Regions from separate parts of the Mus musculus genome. Here region 2 is linked to region 1. The links are chromatin contacts, called in public HiCAR-type maps. All regions are on one chromosome and are shown on one strand. Each heading gives the region's core, a stretch centred on a gene start, on an enhancer-like site or on the middle of the called end of the contact. The rest is flanking DNA. Distances are from core to core; before and after follow the strand shown. Region 1 holds the start of 4931403M11Rik (a long non-coding RNA gene). Region 2 holds the start of Ppifos (peptidylprolyl isomerase F, opposite strand).

Evidence for each region. HiCAR-type assays count read pairs that join an accessible place to other places.
Region 2: a HiCAR-type map of astrocytes shows a contact between it and region 1, with 4 times the contacts expected there. The contact joins the promoter of Ppifos here to the promoter of 4931403M11Rik in region 1. A contact is called at or near these places in 6 of 39 promoter capture datasets (the 3T3-L1 cell line, cranial neural crest, embryonic stem cells and 3 more) and 3 of 115 datasets of contacts at active chromatin or transcription factors (astrocytes, embryonic forebrain and large pre-B cells).

What each region holds. Positions count from the first base shown.
Region 1 is chr14:24,613,850-24,619,545 of GRCm38.p6, reverse strand. 4931403M11Rik (a long non-coding RNA gene) reads right to left here and starts at 2,081. Exons shown (of 3, transcript XR_874411.2): 1 at 1,953-2,081.
Region 2 is chr14:25,699,989-25,706,612 of GRCm38.p6, reverse strand. Ppifos (peptidylprolyl isomerase F, opposite strand) reads left to right here and starts at 5,331. Exons shown (of 3, transcript NR_028021.1): 1 at 5,331-5,568. It overlaps Ppif (peptidylprolyl isomerase F (cyclophilin F)), which reads right to left. Exons shown (of 6, transcript NM_134084.1): 6 at 6,145-6,624. It also overlaps 1700054O19Rik.

The DNA.
Region 1 (5,696 bases), core at 832-3,331:
CCTGGCATGGGCTGTCCTTTTGCAGATGGGGAAACTGGGGTTGTGAATGACTTTCCACACCTACATTAAAGTAGCAAGAGAATCTTCCTCGGGACTATTGTGGCTATTGGCTCCCGCTTGCTCCATTAAGGCCCAAGGTCATACCCATAGTCACGAGAACTTGCGCACCCCCTCCAAAGCTGTGGTCAAAATTCCCCCAAGACAGACAAGGCAAGGCAGACTCCTGAACCCAGGTAGAAGAGGCTCAGTCCACTCTGTCACACACCCTGGTCTCATCAGGGAAACTTGGACCTCAACCTTTATAGACATTTGACCTCAAAAAGGGGGGAAAGAAAAAGGAAAGAGAGAGAGAGAGATCAAAAGGCTATGTTAAGAAATGTAGCAGTTGCTCAGAATAATGTCCCCAAAGTGTGACAGACAAAACTGTGAGACCCCACCCCACCCCACCCCCATCCAGAGCCAGGAAGTCCACAGTGACCTCTCAGAGCACCACGTGGCTGGAGATCTCACCCACATCCTTCCTAGAGAAGGCAAGCACGTCACACACACACACACACACACACACACACACACACACACACACACACACACACACAGAGCTGCCTGCAGCCTGGATTCCTAGCAGCCACTCCAGCTTCCCCTCCTCCCAGCATCTCTCTTGCAGGGAAATAGTCCAAAGCTGGCTGTTCTGATAAACTGGAGGCTTGGGGACTTTCTTCAAGTGCCTTGTAAATGGAAGCGTCTCCGAGCGACAGCTCTTGGTGTTCAATGAGATTATATTTCTTATTTAAATCGCTGATTGGAGGCTTGGTTTCAAAGTTAGATGCTGTGTACCCCTGGCCTGCTCTGGGCTCCCGGGGAGAGGCAATATAGCACTGCATTGTGTAGCATCCTTCCAAGCCCTCACTCCCATTCAGATGCCTCCAGGATGGAGAGCCTCGCACACATGCACGCACACACGGGGATGAAAGCTACCTCCCCTCCTGGTTTGGGAGCGAGAGATTATGCTTTTCATTCCAGAGTGCCTTCTCTATGGCTCCCCACCACGCTCTGCACCAGCCGGCTCCCCTCTCAAAGCGAAGGGGAGATAAAAGGCAATGTGTGCTTCATCCCACCTCCGGGGAGAGCTCCACTCAGTCCTTTGTCAGAAGAGGATAAGCGCCACCATTTTTGAAGGATTGTTGTTCAGAGTGCTCTGTTGGGAGGTTTGTGAAGCCCCACCCCCAACAACCAAGCAAGCATGCCGTTGTCCAACCATCCCTAAATGAGGTCCTGGCTGGGGAGATGCATCTTCTCAATAGGTGCCATCCCCTTGGGGTCATGGTGGGGAGCCTGGTATCCCCGGCTCTCCAGGAAAGCCAAGGTTTGCACAGGGTTGAACTCTGCCGGATCTATGCAGACCCTCCAAAGACCCAAGCTCTTCATTTTGGGGGAAATTTTGCAGTTCATTGTGTGTCAGAATAATATATTAGTAACAGCAGCCTCTAGACTGTGTGCAATTCATCCCCCTTCCATCCTTTGTCTGCTGGGAAACACAGGGGCTTGTTGGGGCATCTTTGAGACAGACTGGGGCCCTATCTAAAGCATTTCTAGGATTTTGGACTGTCCCAGAGACTCAGACAAGATAAAGGCCAGTGCTGGTCTTGAAGGATGCCCTGCTCTGCCTTCACTAGCAGGAGCTGCAGCACCAGGAAGATGGTTGATATGCCAGGCACATCCTGTGCCTCACACATCCAGGGACCGCAATCAGGTAGCTGATAAGAATGCAAGTCACATCGCCTGGACCATTGCCGCAGTGAACTGATTCATGCTGCTACTTTGAGGTGGGAGAAGGGACAGTGGGGCCCAGAGACAACCCAGCCTGGCTCTATTATACAGCTGCTGCTCTCAAGCTGAAATATCCCATCCTCTCCCACTCCCTCTCTTGCTGCCGAGCTGGCTCTGGCTGCTACCTGCAAAGCCTGAGGATTCTGGCCCCGGGTTCTGACTGAACAATGGCATTATGTGATGTATAAAGAGTACCCGGGCAACGGAGACAGGCATGGCTTAATTCGCTCAGTGCCCAGTGGCTTTTGAACGCTCCTGCATTCATCCTTTATCCTGAGCAGCCCCTGGCCTCTCCCCTCCCATTTATTGCTCAGCCGCCCTCATCACAATCTCTCCCCAGTCTGCAAGGGAGCTGATGGCTATGAATGAGAGCTAGGAAAGGAAGGAGGGGGCGACAAAGACCCTCTGATAACCAGAAAGACTCCTGATTGTGGGTGAAGAGATCTGAGGTTTGGTCTCTGGTGCCATCACTCATGAGGGAACCTTGGGCTCATCTCTCGTCAGCTTCAGGTTCCCTTTCCAAGAGAGTCAGGAAGAAAGTCCAACAGGAGCTTTGCCAGTTCTGACATTCTCTCACGTGAATACACACAGCTTGCGTGGCAGCATTCTGGTCTCATGTCTTAGTCACAAAGGTACTCCACTGTATCAGAATATTTTCCTTGGCTGTGACCTCAGGCCAGGCCACAGGTCAGGACAGAAGATAACACAGGTGAGTCCCATGATCCATTGCTGCTACCCCCTCATCCCTGCTGATCCCAGCTCCGCATTTGTTATCTCAGAAGAATAAGAAACCCAGTTCTTCCTCCTCCTGCTGCTCCTCCTCCTTCTCCTCCCCCTCCTCCTCTCCGTCGTCCTCCTTTCCTCTCCCCTCCTACTTCTTTTTTTTAAAAGAAAGCAGACATGTGAACTTGCCTGTGAAGACATTGTTTTAAAATGGCAGACCAAATAAAACTCACCAGAAGGCTGCATCTGACAGCACCTTTATCTTAAGCTCAGAACTGACACAAGCCCAAGCAAGAACCTCAATTCCACTCTGATGTACACAACCCTGGCATCGGGCCTAACCCTCAGAGGATAAGGACACCTGACTGTGATTTCTTTGAGAGAAGAAGCAACCCACAGTGGGTCCCCTACTGTCAGCTATCCGGCTAGCTAGCATCTGGCTAGCACCACACTGCCCCGATTCCCACGGGTTAAGGGTGGGCTCCTCCAGAGCCCACTGTAGTCACCACCCCCCAAACACACACACACACATGATTCCAGAGCTTTAGATCCCCATTTTGCAAAGACTGAAGGAGCCAATGAAATGCTGCTTGTCTGAATTCCTATTTGTCCAAACAGATTCTCAGCCTCCACGTCCGGCCTTCCTAGTGAAGCCTGCCAGGGATGGAAAAGAGACTGGGGAACTTCAGGCAGGCATAGATTCCACAGACTCACACACTGGCTATATCATTCTATGAGCCTAGCTTAAAATCATTGTCCATGTTCATAGCACTCTCGGAAGACATAAGCTGATTATCATAAGTACTGAACAACTAATATTTGCTGACACTGGGGTGAAATATTAGGTGCAAGGAACTCTGTGAAGAATGCAAGAGAAGACAATGTTTCCCACCCATTCTTACAATAACACCCAGACAGCAGTCATCCTAAGGCTGCATTTAAGCCTCTCTGGTGCTAATGTGGGAAAGCTATCTTATAGGCCCACGCAGCTGTCAGAAGTATCTCTTCCTCAGACGGCATCAATACAGTAGGCAGGAGGCCAGCTCCTTGTTCATCCTCAAATCCAAACCTCTCTCTCAACAGGGACCATATTGCTATGGAGAAGAAAACAAGAAGCTATCTGTTTTTTCAAACATAGATGTGGAATTAGGAAGTGAGAAAGAAATGGAATCTGGACTAATCCAGTGGACTGGCATGATCTGCTGGGGCAGTTGTCTCGAACATATCAGTTCCAGCTGCTGAAACACTGGGACCATAGAGCGGTGATGGAAATAAGAAGATGAAGGTCAATTAGGACCACGGTGGGGTTGGGGAAGACAAAGACTTTGGTTTCTGTCCTGTAGGCAGCTGATGGGATGCTCATTGCAGGAAGGATTCTGGAACTGAGTTTCAGAATGAGCATTCACAGGCTATGTGAAATCACACACTACAGGCTAGGAGTGGTCCAGGGGGCAAAAGCAACAGATCAGGGAGAGGTCAGAAGCCTGAGCCAGGGTAGTGGCAATGGGCTAGGAAAGAGAAGGACGTGGGCAGCAGAATGGCTACAGTTTGGGAGTTATCTGGACACCAGGGTAGCATTCTGGTCAGTTTTATATCAACTTGGCACAATCCAGAGTCATTTAGAGTCAGACTCTAAACTGAGAAATGCCTCCCTAAGGTTGGGCAATAGGCAAGTGTGCGATCTATTTTTAATTAATGCTTGATGTGGATGGAAGTGGCAGTGGGGGGTTCGTCTGGGTAGTATAAGCAAGCCATGAGGAGCAAGTCAGTAAGCAGCATTCTCCATGGCCTCTGCTTCAGCCGCTGCCTCCAGGGACCTGCCTTGAGTTCCTGGCCTGCCCTCCCTTACTGATGAAACACGACCTGAAAGTTATAAGGTGAAATCAGCTCTTTTCTCCTCAAGTTGCTTTTGGTCGTGGTGCTTTATCATAGCAATAGAAACCCAAACTAAGATGGATGATGGGTTAAAGATGCCTGACTGTTAGGGAGGGCTGCAGTGTCAGCCTCAACAGAGGAAGACGGCCTTGGGAGGGGACACACCTTCAGACCCCTTCATACATGACGCAGGAAAGATTCCTGGGTGACCTCTAGCAGGGGTTACACGAGACGGAGAACGAGATGGCATGAGGCTGGGAATGCCGGGTGACATAGTTCCAAAGTGGACACCTTGCAAGAACCATCATGCCAAACTACTCTCTAAGCCAACATCCACTGGGAGGGAACTGTGAGTACAGCCTCTGGAAGCTGGGCATCCCTCAGTGTCTGATACGGACCATAAATATTTGCCTGGTTGAGAGCCCCAACTGGAGATGCAGCAGCCGCTCCCCCGCACGTGGCAATCGACAAATCTCTCATGGAGGGCTTAAAGAGGGGAAACCATCTCAATGATGGCACTTCACACTCAGTACTTGACATTCCTAGGCACTCCACAGGCATTAGCTAATTAATCCTTGAGTCTGTTTAGCCCCCAAAAGAACTCCCAGAGGCTCCACTTCTACCCCCATGGGTGGGGAGTTCCACTCCCTGCTTAGGCTCCGATTCCGACCAGTGAGGGACACCACTCTGCAGATAGCCACTTGCTCACTCCACATGTGGACAGGACATCACTCACTCTTGGGAAATCAGGAAGAGGACTTGAGAAAAGATGGCTTTGCTGTGTTTGACCCTTCTTGAGAAGGTCACAGAAAAAAAAGAGATGGGACAGAGCTCAATACCTACTCAAGTCCCTGCTAGGAGTACTCTCTGCAGATTCAAATTTTCCCTAAATGGATTCTATGTATTCCTTTTATTTAAGTCTCAACCTCCCAAGGTGTAATTACTTCTCTACATCACATTCTTCCAGGAGATCCTGAGGCCAGGGATCCAGTTTAAGCAGGCAAGGTTTGTTTTTTTGTTTTTTTGTTTTGTTTTGTTTTTAGTATGGCCTCACTCAGAAGGTACCAGTCAGGGTGAGGAGAGACAAGGGATGCAGGAAAGTAGTTTATGAAGAGGGTATTAGGGAGTCCCTCCTTACTGTGGATGTGTAAGGCTCCATCTGCGGAGGCTCCCTAGGGATCTATGAGCATGCCTCAGCCATCACACTGGATGGAAGGAGCTGGGGGATTTATTCTTTATGTGAACAGCAGCTCCCAATGCCAATAGGCCTG
Region 2 (6,624 bases), core at 4,082-6,581, 1.1 Mb before region 1:
GGCGGGAAAATTGCCCCTGCACGTGTGCAGATTATGTTTACCACTTAGAACACAGCTGTCAGCGCCATCTTGTAATGGCAAATGTGAGGGCGGCTTCCCACACATGAGACAAACCCATAATTGTGGAGGTGGCTGCACCCTTGTTGTTGTTTGAATTTACAGTCTTGTCAAGAATTTCCTGCGAAAGAACATAAAGGATGGGACCCTAAAGTTTGGAATGGGAACATGTGCATGGATCCAACAACCAACCCAACCCTCAAGTTCCGGTCCCTCCCTCACCCACCTGTGCCTGAGGAGAACTGATTGCTTTGTGTAAAAATACCATAACTAGGCTGGAGAGATGGCTCAGCAGTTAGAGGCTCTTGCTGCCCTTACAGAGGGAGGACCCAGGTTCATTTCCCAGCACCCATATCAGGCAACTTACAACTGTTTGGTAACTTTAGTTCCTGGGAATCTCGCATCTGCAGGCACTTTCACACATGTAGTGTCCGCACGTACACGCATCCCCGCCAGCACATAAATCTTTGTTTTTAAATACCATGATAAGCTTATGTGGGTCAGACACTTTGAAAAAGGACACTGACACACACACACACACACACACACACACACACACACAACACACACACAGAGAGAGAGAGAAAGAGAGAGAGAGAGAGAGAGAGAGAGAGAGAGCCCATAAGTAGACCAAATATTCTGTCCAGAAGGACAGAAGAATCCCAGAGGAAGCATCTCCCATACTAAAAGAATTAGAAGACCCTGCTAAGACATATTTCTAGTAGGAAACAGTTCACATTCCATACAATTCACACATCAAATGGTTGTTAATGTGGTCATGGTCATGTGTAATCATGCCCAGAGCCAAGTGTTTTCAACATTGTGTAAGGAACGCTCCTCACAGGGACTGGAGCCATGCCTCAGCAGGTGTTTGTTGCGCTTGCAGAGAACCTGAACTCAGTTCCCAACACCCACATCTGCTGGCTCAAAACTGCCAGCAACTCTGGCTCTTGGGCACCTGACACCCCTCTTTTGGCTTCCAAAGATACTCACACACCCATAGGCTGTTGTAAGAATGTTTACCCAGGGAATAACTAAATAACACCTTCTCTCCTCTCCTCCCCTCTCCTCTCCTCCCCTCCACTCCCCTCCCCTCTCCTCTCCTCCCCTCCACTCCCCTCCCCTCCCCTCCCCCTCCCCTCTCCTCCCCTCTCCTCTCCTCTCCTTCTGTAACCCCCATGACAAACCAGATTTTGATTCCACCAAAGACCTCCTGGTGGAACCAACCCATTTCTACGGCAGAGAAATTATGGACAGGAGCCAGGGTGACCCAAAGCAGCCACACTGAAAGGTCTTTGTCAACACTGATGGTTTTCCTGTGGCTTCAGAGATGGAGGTCCCCTTCTAGTCCTCGACAGCCTATACCCCAGTTCTTTCCTGAGACCCAAAGCCATGTACAATTAGAGTAGAGCTGCACACAACCAGCTGGATAGGGAAAGCAGCTGGATAGTCAGAAAAAGGTCCCATGTCTCCTCTGCCCCCTCCTCCTATAATGGGGTGTCAATAAGCCCAGCTATGACAATCTTTCCTAAGTGGTACAGCTGAACTGTAGGACATTTTTGTCCTGAACTTTTACTCAGAATTAGTAACATGCTTAAACAGCCATACAACTTTTTTTTTTTTTTTTGGTTTTTCGAGACAGGATTTCTCTGTGTAGCCCTGGCTGTCCTGGAACTCACTCTGTAGACCAGGCTGGCCTCGAACTCAGAAATTCGCCTGCCTCTGCCTCCTGAGTGCTGGGATTAAAGGCATGTGCCACCAACGCCCGGCGCCATACAACTTTTTGTATGCATACATGTTTTCATTCCCCTTGGGTAAATGGTGACTCTGTCTAACCATCCGAGGAACTGCGTCCACATCCTTACAAACACTTGGTACTATCTGACTTTTTATATTACACATCCCAGCGGGTGTGAAGTAGCCCGTGGTAGTCTTCATCTGCATTTCTCTGATGACTAATGATTTGCAGTGTCTCCTCAGGTGCTTAATGGCCAGTTATATCTCTTTAAAAACATTTATCTGTTGTGTATGTGTGTTATAAGCACACAGATGTCATACAACACATGCCTGAAGGTCAAAGACGACTGCTGGAGTCAGTTCTTCCATCACATAGGTCTTTTTTTTTTAAAGATTTATTTATTTTTATTATATGTAAGTACACTGTAGTTGTCTTCAGACACTCCAGAAGAGGGAGTCAGATCTCATTACGGATGGTTGTGAGCCACCATGTAGTTGCTGGGATTTGAACTTCGGACCTTCAGAAGAGCAGTTGGGTGCTCTTACCCACTGAGCCATCTCACCAGCCCCCATCACATAGGTCTTATGGACCAGAGTTAAGTCATCAGGCTTGGTGGCAAGGCTTTACCTGTAGAGCCCCCTCGCCAGCCCTCACCTCACCATTTTTATCTCAAAAAGACACCATATTCCAATACACACACCTCTGGCCCCTCTAATCCTTCTGTTTCATCTTCCACATGTTCCTTGAGCCTAGTGGGGAGACAGTGAAATACAGATGCACCATTTAAGGACGCACAGTCCAGCGCCATCTGTTCTCTGTACTCTGGCCAGTTGTGAGTCTCAATTAACTGACATCCTTTATGACTGCGCAAAGAGGCTTCGCTGATGAGGGCTGAGGCTCGCCCTTGCCCATGGGTGTAAGGATAAGTATTTAGAGGGCAACTTGATACTATGCCTCTGTGTTTTGTAAATGTTTCTTCTGTCCCCTTCAAAGCCCTGTAACTTTGGGGTCTTATCCTAATAGTGTGTGTACATGAAGTTACACTGTTATATTCATTGATCTTTCTGATGTTAAACCAGCCTAGCATTCCTGAATTAAAACACAGTTGGTTTTGTACTCAGTAGGCTCCAGCTGGGCTATGTTATAGTTCAGTGATAGAATGCTTATCTAAGGCCTTGAGTTTGGTCCCCAGTACAAGACACACACACACACACACACACACACACACACGCACACGCACACGCACACGCACATGCACATGCACACTAAATAAATGACTCAAGAGCGAAGTGCTTTTTATTGTGTCCTTCAGCATGCACCCAGCAATCCAGCTATTTGAGAAGCTGAAGCTAATCGGTCTCTTCAGTGCAGGAGTTAAAACCAGCTCAGGCAGCAGAGTGAGATCCAGCCTCAAGCAAGCAGCTCAGGCTCTGTATGCGCTCCCGGGATCCTGCGAGTCCCAGGCTTTAGGCTTTAGTGCACCTATGAAACATCTGCAGAATTGCTTTTCGTGAAGCGAAATCTTGCAGAACCCAGATGTGGTTCTCAGCCTTCCTAACGCTGTGACCCTTTAATACAGTTCCTCATACTGTGGTGCCCGCCCCCTCGCCCAACAATAAAGATATTTCTAACTGTAATTTTGCTACTGTAGTGAATCCTGATGGAAATATCTGATATGTGACCTCCATGTGAAAGGGTAGCTGGGCTCCACAGGTTGAGAAATGTTAAGAGTCTCACACACACTATGCTAGAGATGCCAGGGCCAAAAAAAAAAAGTTTCCAATCTCATTTCCACATGAAGTCCTAGGAAAGGCAAAAGTCATCGTGTGGTACTAGAACCTAGTGGCTGCCTAGAAAGACGTGTAGGGAAGGTTCTGAAACACTGGCGAGGTTTTGTGTCTTCACTGATGCTCATTAATCAGTGGATGTGGTTTTCAAAATTTTATTGATGGTGCAATTAAAATGTGTGAATTTTACTATATGTAAATTTTTATCTCAGTGAAATCATTCTGAAAAGCTACCAAGCATCTCAGAAATTTGATGTTTTGGTTTTTGAAAGCATAAGGTATCACATCTTATGCCATCTAGAAAGCATATACAGGTTCAACACTTGGTGCACACGTTAGGTACTGAGGGCTACCGATGTATGTATGCACACATTAGGTACTGAGGGCTACCAATGTATGTATGCACACATTAGGTACTGAGGGCTACCGATGTATGTATGCACACATTAGGTACTGAGGGCTACCGATGTATGTATGCACACATTAGGTACTGAGGGCTACCGATGTATGTATGCACACATTAGGTACTGAGGACTTACTGGCAAGCAACAAGCCAGGATTTCCTGTGTTACTTTAAAAGATGCTTCACATAAAAACCAGCCTGGTCTACAAAGTGAGCTCCAGGACAGCCAGGGCTATACAGAGAAACCCTGTCTGGAAAAAACAAAGCAAACAAACAAACAAACAAACAAACAAAACCCCAAAACCTGGCTTGGGCCTCTGAGAGCTGCAGAGGATGACCTTGCCTCTGCCTTTAGGGAGTGGTTTTCAGAAAAATTCTTACATGCTTGCTGTACCCCTAGATTCCACTGGATGGAGACAGAACACACACATCCTCAGGAAACACAAGCCCTCCCACTTCTAACTCTGGACCCCTCTGAAATTGACAGGAGGCAGGTCACAGCTCAAGGAGGGATGGCTTTCCCTTTGACTTGTCCTGGGTGCCTGGAGTACCCCAGGTCAGCAGGCAACTCCAAAAACAACAACAACACATCTTTGACCTGTACCAGAAATACACAAATTTTAAAGTGAGTAAATAAATAATGTTCCTAAAATACTTTTAAAGTGGCTGGGGATAAGCCTATAATCAAAGCTATTCAAAGGACCAAGGCAAAAAGAGTCACAAGTTTTAAGTTGGCCTGGGCCATAGAGTAACTTCAAGGCCACCGTGGACAATGTAGACCTAGCCTACAACTAAACAAAAAGGGGAGGGTTTGGGGTCACAGGTCAGTGGTAAAGTACCTGTGTGACCTCAAGATTTTAGGTAATGATCCTAAGAAGCCCGTGTGTACTTTCTGTACCACCAAGAGCTCAAGAGGTCTGTCCTTTGCCAACTGCTTGACATATTGTCTAGATTAATCACAAGCCAGCCTGTAGCCTCATCTTCTCACCTGTAAGCTGTTGTGCTGCATGAGACATTATCAGTTATTAGTAGGCGAGATCTGCGTCTCAAATGAAGTCCCTCGGCAGCCCCACTGTATAAAGGACTGCAGAGGCTCGTGGACACAGGCACAGAATGCCTGCTCAGGGTCCACACCATCACAGCCAGCTGTTCTGAGGATGCTGGCTGCTCCCAAAATGGCTTTAACTACTACTCCAACCAAACTCTCAACCCAAGGAGCTGAGCTCTGACTTCATGGAAACTCCAAGACTCTGAAGACTCAGCATAACCTCTATGATGTCAGAATGACCACGCCTACCTCTAACCTGACATCACCTGATTCAGGAATTCTATATGGCATGAATGCAATACTCACCGCAGCCAGAGCCCACATCCCTTCTCCATGAGCTATGCTATGTCCCTACCCACCTAAGGAAACTCTTAGTCATGTGCTTGCCCCAGTCCTGTCTTCCCTGAGAATTCAGCAATGAAGAATTCCACATTTCAGTGACCCAGCATGAGAAAAGGGAAACCCACCTCTAACCTTTGGTGATCTCAGCCCCCTTTCCTAAGGATCTCTGACACACGGGAAATGTCACCCTCTTGTAAGTCACTACCCAGAGATTGCTGTGATGATACATCTGGCCCAAGACCATGCACCTCACATGGGTCACACCCAATTCCAGACCTAGATGTCATGTACACATTATGTAGCTGAGAGAAACTGAAGCTCAATCACTAAGCATAGCTGGGACTTCACCTAGAGGTAGTGCTCACGGTGGGGACTGTCTGGACCATCCTACAGGACAGATGGTAGCAAGGATGTTCTCAGTGGCTTCTGAGCTAGTACTTGGGGTTAGGACACAGAATGTTCTACACGGATTTCCTTACAATAAGGCTGAGGACGTGGCTTGTGTGCACAAAGGCCCTAGCATCATAAAACAACAAAACAAACAAAAAACAGTTCAAAGCATAGAACCTAACACATAGTAACTCCAAGACTGGCCCCAGCTGGAGTCAATGTTCCATGCCTGTAATCCCAACAGCATTGAGGAAGGTCAAGAGTGTTTGAAGCTAGCCAAAGGCTATACAGCAAGACCCTGGACCACACAGCAAGACCCTGTCACAAAAACAAATGAGCCCCAAAGATGTAAATTTCATTCCAAAACCAGAGACAGCCATTTTATAGAAAATAGGATTTATTTATCACATTTGAGATGAACACACAGGACTGTCCCAGAAATCTTTTACATATATATTATTGATAGATTGGATTTATTCAACATACAGAAAAAGCAAAGCCTGCCAGAAGACACTTCCCTCTTGAGAACAGCATGAGGTCAGGCAGTGTCTGTAAGTTTTCACCACGGGAATTCACATTGAGCAGAAAGACCGGGCTCACAGGTCTGTTCCCAGGTCCTGCTGCTTCTATTTCACAGGCTTTCAAAAATCACAGCAGCAGCCAGCAGGATTCACAGTGACCAGGAGGGAAGGCATTGACGCTGGGACTTTCACAAGAGCCCTGAGTGATGTCTCAGAAGCCAGGCTGGGAGGTGGGGGGGTTGGGGGTGTCTGTGGCTTGTGCCAACTCAGGTCACACATGGACAGTGCCGTGAGTGTCACAGCAACACAGGTCACACACGGACAGTGCCATGAGTGTC